2 separate regions of the Mus musculus genome follow, and region 1 is linked to region 2. The links are chromatin contacts, called in public promoter capture Hi-C maps. All regions are on one chromosome and are shown on one strand. Each heading gives the region's core, a stretch centred on a gene start, on an enhancer-like site or on the middle of the called end of the contact. The rest is flanking DNA. Distances are from core to core; before and after follow the strand shown. Region 1 holds the start of P4htm (prolyl 4-hydroxylase, transmembrane (endoplasmic reticulum)). Region 2 holds the start of Inka1 (inka box actin regulator 1).

Region 1 (4,433 bases), core at 1,915-4,414, 610 kb before region 2:
TTTGGTTTGGTTTTTGGGGTTTTTTTTTGTTGTTGTTGTTGTTGTTTTTGTTTTTTGACCTGGGTTTCTCTGTGTAGCCCTGGCTAACTCACTCTGTAGACCAGGTTGGCCTCGAACTCAGAAATCCACCTGCCTCTGCCTCCCAAGTGCTGGGATTAAAAGCATGCACCACCATGGCTGGTTTAAGATTTTTTTGTAATAAGGCCAGCCGGATCTACTACATACCACATATCCACAAGCCACAGTGTCCTTGGTAAAGCCAGGTGTGGCAACACACACACATCTATAACCCCAGAGCCTGCGAGTCTGAGATGAGGAAGGCAAGGCTAGCCTAGGCTGCTTCATAGTGAGACTGTGTCTCAAAGGGAAAGGAAAGCAGGCCTTTAATCCCAGCACTTGGGAGGCAGAGGCAGGCCAGGGCTATACAGAGAAACCCTGTCTCGGAAAAAAACAAACAAACAAAAAAAAAAAAAAGCCTGGCTCCTGACCTGAGTAAATAGAGAAAACTGTAGAGGAGGAAACCCTGGAACCTGCTCAGGAATGTGGGAGAGAACCTCTTGGCTCTGCCTCACGTGTACTGGGGTTACAGGCATGTTCTACTACACCCAACTAAGAAATTGGAATGTTCCAAGTGGGCAGTAGAGATTTGTCTGTTTAAATCACAGTTTTTGAGACAGGATCTGCCTTCACCTCCTAAGTGCTGAGATTACTACAAGTGTGTACCACCATGCTCAGATTGGAGACTAAAACATTATAGCAGTCATTAACATTCCTTTGTGAATTAAGTTTAGGCAGCTGGGAGATAGTTCTGTGGGTAAAGCTTGAGGTCCAGAGTTCAGATCCCCGGCATGTAAATAAAGGCTGAGTTAGACACTGCAGTCATAATCCCAGTAGTGAGGAGGTGGGTCTGGTGTCCTCAGAGCAAGTTAACTAATGAGACCAGCTCAGTTGGTGGACCCTGGGTTCAAGTGAGAAAGCCTGTTCAGTGAATATAGTAGAGAAGGATGAAAGAAGTTATCAGTATCAGTCTTCAGCTGCCATGAACACACACTAAAAATAAATTCTGGGGCAAGAAGCCATGTCCTTATTGCTTTTGCTTGTGTGTAGGGGTGTGCCGTGCTACCAGAGATCTCTGTTCCCTCTTCTTATGAAGATGGAGGACCATTGGTGCTGATCGCTTATTGCTACCTATTTCCTTCTGACCCAGAAAACTCCAGTACCTATCATCTTCTGGGTTAGGAAGATTAACAAAGTACTCAAGGATAACTAGATTAGCTAATAAACTTCTGGCATTTAGTGACCCTGAAGAAGCCTGCCATTGTAGAATGTTGGAAGTGAGCTGTCGATATAGCACTTTACTGCATTGGGAGAGGGGGGAACATAGGTCAGCCTAAGAGCAGCGTTCAAAAGAAAATGCCTTGGGCTGGTGAGATGGCTCAGTGGGTAAGAGCACCTGACTGCTCTTCTGAAGGTCGGGAGTTCAAATCCCAGCAACCACATGGTGGCTCACAACCATCTGAAACAAGACTCCCTCTTCTGGAGTGTCTGAAGACAGCTACAGAAGAAAGAAAGGAAGAAAAGAAAGAAAGAAGAGAAAGAAAGCAAGCATGAATTTACTGGGAATCAGATATAAAATTAATAATACATTGTGAAAAATTACTGTTTTAAAAAAAAATGCCTTGGCCGCTGCTTTATAATCTGAGTTTTATTTTCTTCAGAGGTGTCCTGATTAGGGGAAAGCCTTCCACCCTCCCTCTTCCCATCCAGGAGCTAAGGCAAGCGTCACAAACAGCACCTGCTTCATTTTGAGGGACACTGGGTGGAGCCCAACCTGGGCACCCTGGGCAGCCTCTCACCAAAGTCTGACTTGCAGGATTCCCTCAGTGGTCCAGTCTGACTGCCGAAGGACCTTCAAGAATATCTTGAATATCTTGGTGCATACCTAGTAACTCCAGCATTTTAAAATATATATATTCAGACACTCCAGAAGAGGGTATCAGATCTCATTACTGATGGTTGTGAGCCACCATGTGGTTGCTGGGATTTGAACTCAGGACCTTCGGAAGAGCAATCAGTACTCTTAACCACTGAGCCATCTCTCCAGCCCTAACTTCAGCATCTGAGAGGTGGAGGCAGGAGAATAAATTTATCCTCTGCTCCTTTCAAGTTTGATGAGCAAGCCTGAACTATATGAGACCCTGTCTGGGTTGGTTTTTGTTTTGGGGTGTTTTTTTTGTTTTTTTGTTTTTGGTTTTTTTTTTGGTTTGGTTTGGTTTTTTGTTTGTGTGTATTGTTTAAAAACAATTTAATAATAAGCCGGGTGTAGTGGTGCATGCCTTTAATCCCAGCACTCGGGAGGCAAGAGGCAGGGGGATTTCTGAGTTTGAGGCCAGCCTGGTCTACAAAGTGAGTTCCAGGACAGCCAGGGCTACATAGGGAAACCTTGTCTCGAAAAAACAAAACAAAACAAAACAAACAAACAAACAAAAAACAACAAGAAAAAAATTTTAATAAAAGCAAAAACGGAAGCTGGAGAGAGGCTCTTTAGCTAAGATCCATCTTGGAGAACACACCGGTTCTAGTCCCAGCACCAACATAGAGACTTAAAAACGTCTGTAAGTCTCTCCAGCTCCAACGCCCCTTCTGTCCTCATATACAGACATGCATGGAGTGCACATACCCATAAACAAACCACCCCATAGACATAAAATGTTTTAGTTAAATAAATCGAACTCGTGGGAACTGCTCTATAATCTCATCATCCAGTGTGCAGTCATTGGCCTCAGCATCCCACTATGTCGTATGTCCCATTTCTATCACTCTCTGACTCCCTTCTCCCAAGAGTGAGAAAATGCCCACTACACTTTCTGGGGCCGGGGGGGGGGGGGGGGGGCGTCTTCTCCCGGGAACCAAGAAACTACTAGTTGCAATGGTGTCTGTCCTAACGGTGCTCCGCTGATGTGCCTCCATGTTTGTGGATGGCCTTCTGCACTGGAGTATATACAGCTCCATAAACGACCAGCCGGGTGTGAGCGAGGTCCCAGGATCTCAGTATGGACCGATGGGTGCGGCTCCGTGTAGGCACAGCATCCCGGAGCACCGTCTCCTAGTGACCGCCGGGCGCGCTGACTCTGCCGTCCGGGTCCCAGCGACTGCGCAACGCGAGCACCCCCGCGGCCCCTCCCCTGGGCGCGCGCGCGACCTGGGCGCCATGGCGGCAGCGGTGGCGACCGTGCAGCGGCCTGAGGCTGAGACAGTCGAGGAGGCCTCAAATCTTCAGTGGCCGCTACCACCGGAGCATCGCCCTTCCGGGGCAGCGACCAGACCAGGCGATAGTGAAGACGCCCCGGTGCGGCCACTGTGCAAGCCGCGGGGCATCTGTTCCCGTGCCTACTTCTTGGTGCTGATGGTGTTCGTGCACCTGTACTTGGGCAACGTGCTGGCCCTGCTGCTCTTCGTGCACTACAGCAACGGAGACGAGAGCACAGACCCCGGACCCCAGCGCCGCGAGCAGAGCCCCCAGCCAGTGCCAACCTTGGGTCCCCTCACCCGGCTGGAGGGCATCAAGGTAAGAACATCCCCTCCTCTCCCGCCCCGAGCGGAGCTTCAAGCACTGCCAAGCCGAGCCAGAAGGAACCGTGGCTCAGCTCTGGGCCACCACGGTGCCCCACGCATCACTGTGTGCGGGTCACGCGCGCGCCTACTTACTTTGCTACTGTCGCTCCCTGACACGGGACTTTTTCTTGAGCAGTGCGGCCTGGCACACCAGCTGCCTGCTGTGTATTTTTCCTTTAGGTGGGATATGAGCGGAAAGTCCAGGTGGTCGCGGGCAGGGATCACTTCATCCGAACCCTCAGCCTCAAGCCGCTGCTTTTTGGTAAGTCTGCAGGACACTTCTGGGAAGGGCCGGGGAGGCTGCAGTGTCCACCCCAAGGCTTCTTTTGACCGTGTGTTTACTATTTTGAACATGGCTGCTTCGTAGATGCGCTCTCTGAATCCAGTTTACTAAAATAGAGCTTCCTTTTCCGTAACCGGACAGAGAGGTTCGTTTTCCACACTTCCCTCAGCGGACCCTTCCATCATAGGCTGGGCAGCACGACCCTGAGACAAATGTTCCAACTGTTTATTGAAGTTATCTTTGGGCAGTCTGTGCTACGAATCTATCACCTTCCAGATCAGGGCAGGGTGAGAGACTGATAACCAGGTGCCAGCTGACCCGGGGGCCTCTGGGGAGATCACATTCCCAAAGCTAATCCTGTGGTCTGATGAGAATCAGGCCGTCCATATTGGAATGAACTGACAACCCTCAAAGCCAGCGGCCCCCCCCCCCCCAGAGGGGCACCATTCAAAGGCCCAACTTCTTGCTTCCAGTATTCAAGATTCTTAGGACTCCTGTCTTTCACCCTTCATGGGCAGAGCCTATTAGGGTGACC
Region 2 (4,322 bases), core at 1,654-4,153:
GGCTTTTCTGGGAATCCTGCTTGAGGTTTAGTAATAAAGACCCAGAGACGTTTGTATACCATAAGGCTGTTGGCCTTTGCTGGAACAGAACCTCAGCTACCATCTGAACTCAACCCCAAACCCCTGCCGTTGTGTCCCTTCATGTGGCTCTCCTGTCCCTCCATCCCCTTTCCCCTCACCCCCACCCCAAGCTGCCAGTTCTTTGTTCTCCAAAAAGCCACATTACAGAAAGAGAAGCAATATGATGTGGGGGAAGGGGTGTGTCTGTGGGCCCATGCTGAGGCATCCCTTCCCCCTGAGGGGTCGTATATACTATGCTATTTATGTCGTATAGTATAGAATAGAGTTTATTCAGGGCATGGGGGGAGGAGAAGAAGGAAGAGGAGGAGGAGGGAGGGAGGGAGGGAGGGGGAGAGAGAAGGGGGGGGGGAGGCCAGCCATGAGTACATGGAGAGAGGGGGAAGGGAAGGGGGGGAGGGAGGGAACAAGAGCAAGAGGGCAAGAGCCAGATTTTCTTTTATTTTTTTTGTTCTAACTACCTGAGTGTCTTACCTGATATACACATGTGCACTGCATGTGTACAGTGTCTACAGAGACCGGAAGAGGGAGGAGGACCCTCGGGAACTAAAGTTACAGAAAGTATTTCTGGGAATCAAACCAGGCTCCTCTACAAGGACAGCCAGTGTTCTTAACTGCTGAGTCACTTCTCCAGCCTCTCTTTCCAGTTTTTACTGGATTGAAATAAAATCTAGCTGGATGCTGGTGGTGCTCACCTTTACTGCCAGCACTCAGGGAAGCACAAGTAGGTGGCTCTCTGTGAGTTCGAGACCAGCCTTGTCTACAAAGTGAGCTCTGGACAGCCAGGGCTGCTACACAGAGAAACACTGTCTTGAAAAAAAAAAACAAAAAACAAAACAAAAAAAACAAAACAACAAAAAAGAAAAAAACAGGGATAAACAAGCAAAAAATAAGAATTTTATCTAGTCACACGTGTGTAAATCATATAGCATCTTTCTAGTTACATGTGTATAAATCCTACAGCATCTAGCCAAAAGATTCTGCTTTCAGAGCTGTCCTTCTGCCTGCGCCCCTTCCTTCCTGTGATGTTTTTCTAACTGCAGACCAGATCATAGCTGAGGGTCCCTTCGCTGGTTTCATAGTCCTTAAAAACAAAACAAAACAAACACCTAACTAAAACCAAGGAACCACACCCAGGGGGTAAAGGCTCCAAGTATTTAGACAGCAGTTTCAACAGCTGTGCAGAGCTAGCTCCCATGCTGCTCTGTAATTCACAGATTATCCCAGTTTTACAGAGAATCCAGGCCTATTTGGATCTGGCCCACATGCTTTCTACCGGACCATACAGCTGTGAGGCCAGCTTTGGTGTACTCTTCAGTCTTTGTCACCATCGTGACCGGCAGCGCTGTCTATGGGAAGGGGAAGCAGAGGTTTCTTCCTCCTGGGTGATTTTAATGGCAGTGCCATCCATCCAGCTGTTCACACTGGAAACTTGGAGGCCATGCTTTACCTACCTGCATCAGTCAGGCTAGAGTTTAGCTCTAGATTCTGGAGTCTAGAACGATGCTTCTGATTACCCTCTGGGTTCAGAACCAGGCTTTCAGACACACACCCTTGCCTGGGATAAAGGCTAGAACCTCCTTTGATTGCAGAGTTCTTCTCCTAAAACAACTGTATCTCGCAGAAAACAGCCTGGGTCATTCCTTTTAAAAAGCTCCATGCTCTCTCTATGGTACCAAAAATAAAGCCCAGAGACTCCCCTAAGTCTTCTTATGGTTTTGATGACTTCTCTCCATTCACAGACCCCTGACCCATCCGTCACACACATCTGTGTTTTCCTTTCGTTTGGTCTGCCTAGCCCTGTCCCTCAATATACTTTACATTGGCAGACCCTTTCACCTAAAATGCCCTTCCTCACTGGACTCAAATGGATTGATCTGATATCAGCCATATCTTTTTAAGAGTTCTCTATCCCTTAACTGAACTCATTGTCCTCGTTCTCCTGTTATTTTTTGTCTGAGGATAGATTCAACCTGTCTTCAGTTCGACTGTACCTCTGGTTATGGAGTGGCCTCAGGGGAAAGGCTTTAAACAATCGAGCCAAAGAGCAGTTTTCCTCTTCCATTCCTGCATGCCATTGTGAGGGTGTAGTGAGGATGCAGACCATAGCCCCGCGATCCCCACTAGAGGGCGGTCCAGCCTATCTCGGCTCAGATCAGGCCGGAGGGAAGGTGGAGGGGATTTTGCCTTGGCCATTCCCTTACTCTCTCTGTCTTAAGGCTCTTCACTGACTATTCGCCGGCCGGAAGGAATTTCGGTCCTATCATTTCCAGGGATGGTCAAGGCCAGCCTGGACAGACCCCGAGTGGGCCACAACCTTGTCAAATCAGAAGATAAGGCGCGCCGGGCGGTGGTGGCGCACGCCTTTAATCCCAGCACTTGGGAGGCAGAGGCAGGCGGATTTCTGAGTTCGAGGCCAGCCTGGTCTACAGAGTAAGTTCCAGGCCAGCCAGGGCTACACAGAGAAACCCTGTCTCGAAAACAAAAAACAAACAAACAAACAAAAAAGAAGAAGAAAGTGCCCACACGTGGGTGTGGCATCGGGCCCCAGTACAAGAAACCGCTATTTCACCAGGGGACAAATTGCACGGGACGAACGTGCGGGGGCGGGAGGGGGTCGTGTCGGGACTGCGTTACAGCCGGGTTAACTAAACTTTTTGAGACATAAAGGGGTCCTGAGCTGCACTCTGGTCTCCCGTGCTACTACAGCCGGGCTCCACCAGCAGAGTGGGGGCTGGAGGGCGGGGCTGAAAGGGGCAGGACAACTTCATCCTGCCCCGCCTCCATTGGCTAGGGCGCCGGGGAGGGGCGGGGCGCGGCTGCCAGATGTTGGGGCGGCAGCGGCGGGAGCTACCGAGAGCAAGGAGCCTTAGAGTAAGGCAAGGGTGAGGACGCCACCACCCGCGGGCCGACCCGGCCCACTCTGCGCCGCTCCCGCGGGTGATCGGCGGGTGAGCCGGCCGACCTGGAGAGTGTACAGCACCAGCACCAGCATGCACAGCGCTCGGCTTGACAGCTTCCTGAGCCAGCTCCGCTGGGAACTGGTGAGTCTTTGGAGTGGGTGTGGTTGTGAAGATGTGTGTGGGGTGCGTGGCTGCCGCCTGGATGGAACAACAAACGGCAACCGGGTGGACTCCGGGTACCCATCTGAGTCAGGATGGGGGCAGGGTAGCGCGCTACAGATGGCCCAGATGGCCCGCTTCGGGTTTCTGACGGTTGGGAATTGTTCTGGGCATCAGGTAACAGGCGCCCAGCTGGCCGTGCTAGCGGCAGGGGTTGGCGGGGAAGGAGAGTTGGGGAAGAGAAGTTTCTTTTGGGGACCGACAGGGAGCACCCAGGGCCTAAAGAAGTGCTGTGCTGCTGTGGACATCCCCTACCACGGGCTGGCCTGTACCTCCTTCCTCTACTCTGCCTGCCCGCCCTGGTGGCGCGTGCTGACTTGCCCGGCCCTGCGTGCTGCAGCCTGCCGGACTGCCACCAGCTCTGCGGATGGGAGCCACATGAGCCTCGAGTGCCAGTGCCCCCATGTGGGCCCTATGCTTACAGTTCCGCCTTGCTGCCCAGAGGTTTTTCAAGTCCTTCTGAAACCTCCGTTCTCAGGGCTGGCTTGGTTAGACACTAAGGAGTCAGGGGCTAAGAGATTCCTGACCAACATTTGCCCTATCTTTCTCTCCAGTTGTGTGCTCGGGACACAGGCTCACCTCCAATGTCTGGCCCACTGCAACCAAAACCCAGAACTGATCAAAATGTACAGCCAAAGCGCCAGTTCAGGGCCTCGGATGTTTTGGAAGAGGACTCTGTCTGCTGTGTAGAAGAGGAAGAGGAGGAAGGCTTGGTAGCAGAAGACAAGGGTTTACCCTTGGGATGTCCTAGGGAGCATGCTCTAGACTGGGACTCTGGCTTCTCCGAGGTGTCAGGCAGTACATGGCGAGAGGAAGAGCCGTCTGTACCCCAGCGCCAAGCACCTCGAGAACGTCCACCTCATAGCCAGCGTTTCTCAGTCAGTGACATTCCTATGCGCAGTAGGGCAGCTGTAACCAACATACCTCCTGCCCACCGTCCGAGGCCCAAGTCCACCCCAGATGCTTGCCTGGAACATTGGCAGGGATTGGAAGCAGAGGACTGGACGGCAGCCCTGCTGAACAGGGGCCGCAGTCGGCAGCCCCTGGTGCTAGGGGATAACTGTTTTGCTGATTTAGTTCACAATTGGATGGAGTTGCCTGAAGCAACCAGTGAGGGGAGTG

The links. Capture Hi-C pulls out chosen DNA fragments and counts their contacts.
Region 1: a promoter capture Hi-C map of adipose tissue shows a contact between it and region 2. The contact joins the promoter of P4htm here to the promoter of Inka1 in region 2. A contact is called at or near these places in 3 of 39 promoter capture datasets (liver, maxillary cranial neural crest and pre-B cells) and 1 of 9 other capture datasets (adipose tissue).

The regions. Positions count from the first base shown.
Region 1 is chr9:108,596,343-108,600,775 of GRCm38.p6, reverse strand. P4htm (prolyl 4-hydroxylase, transmembrane (endoplasmic reticulum)) reads left to right here and starts at 3,164. Exons shown (of 9, transcript NM_028944.4): 1 at 3,164-3,568; 2 at 3,796-3,877. The coding sequence starts at 3,212.
Region 2 is chr9:107,984,497-107,988,818 of GRCm38.p6, reverse strand. Inka1 (inka box actin regulator 1) reads left to right here and starts at 2,903. Exons shown (of 2, transcript NM_026597.3): 1 at 2,903-3,122; 2 at 3,755-4,322. The coding sequence starts at 3,072.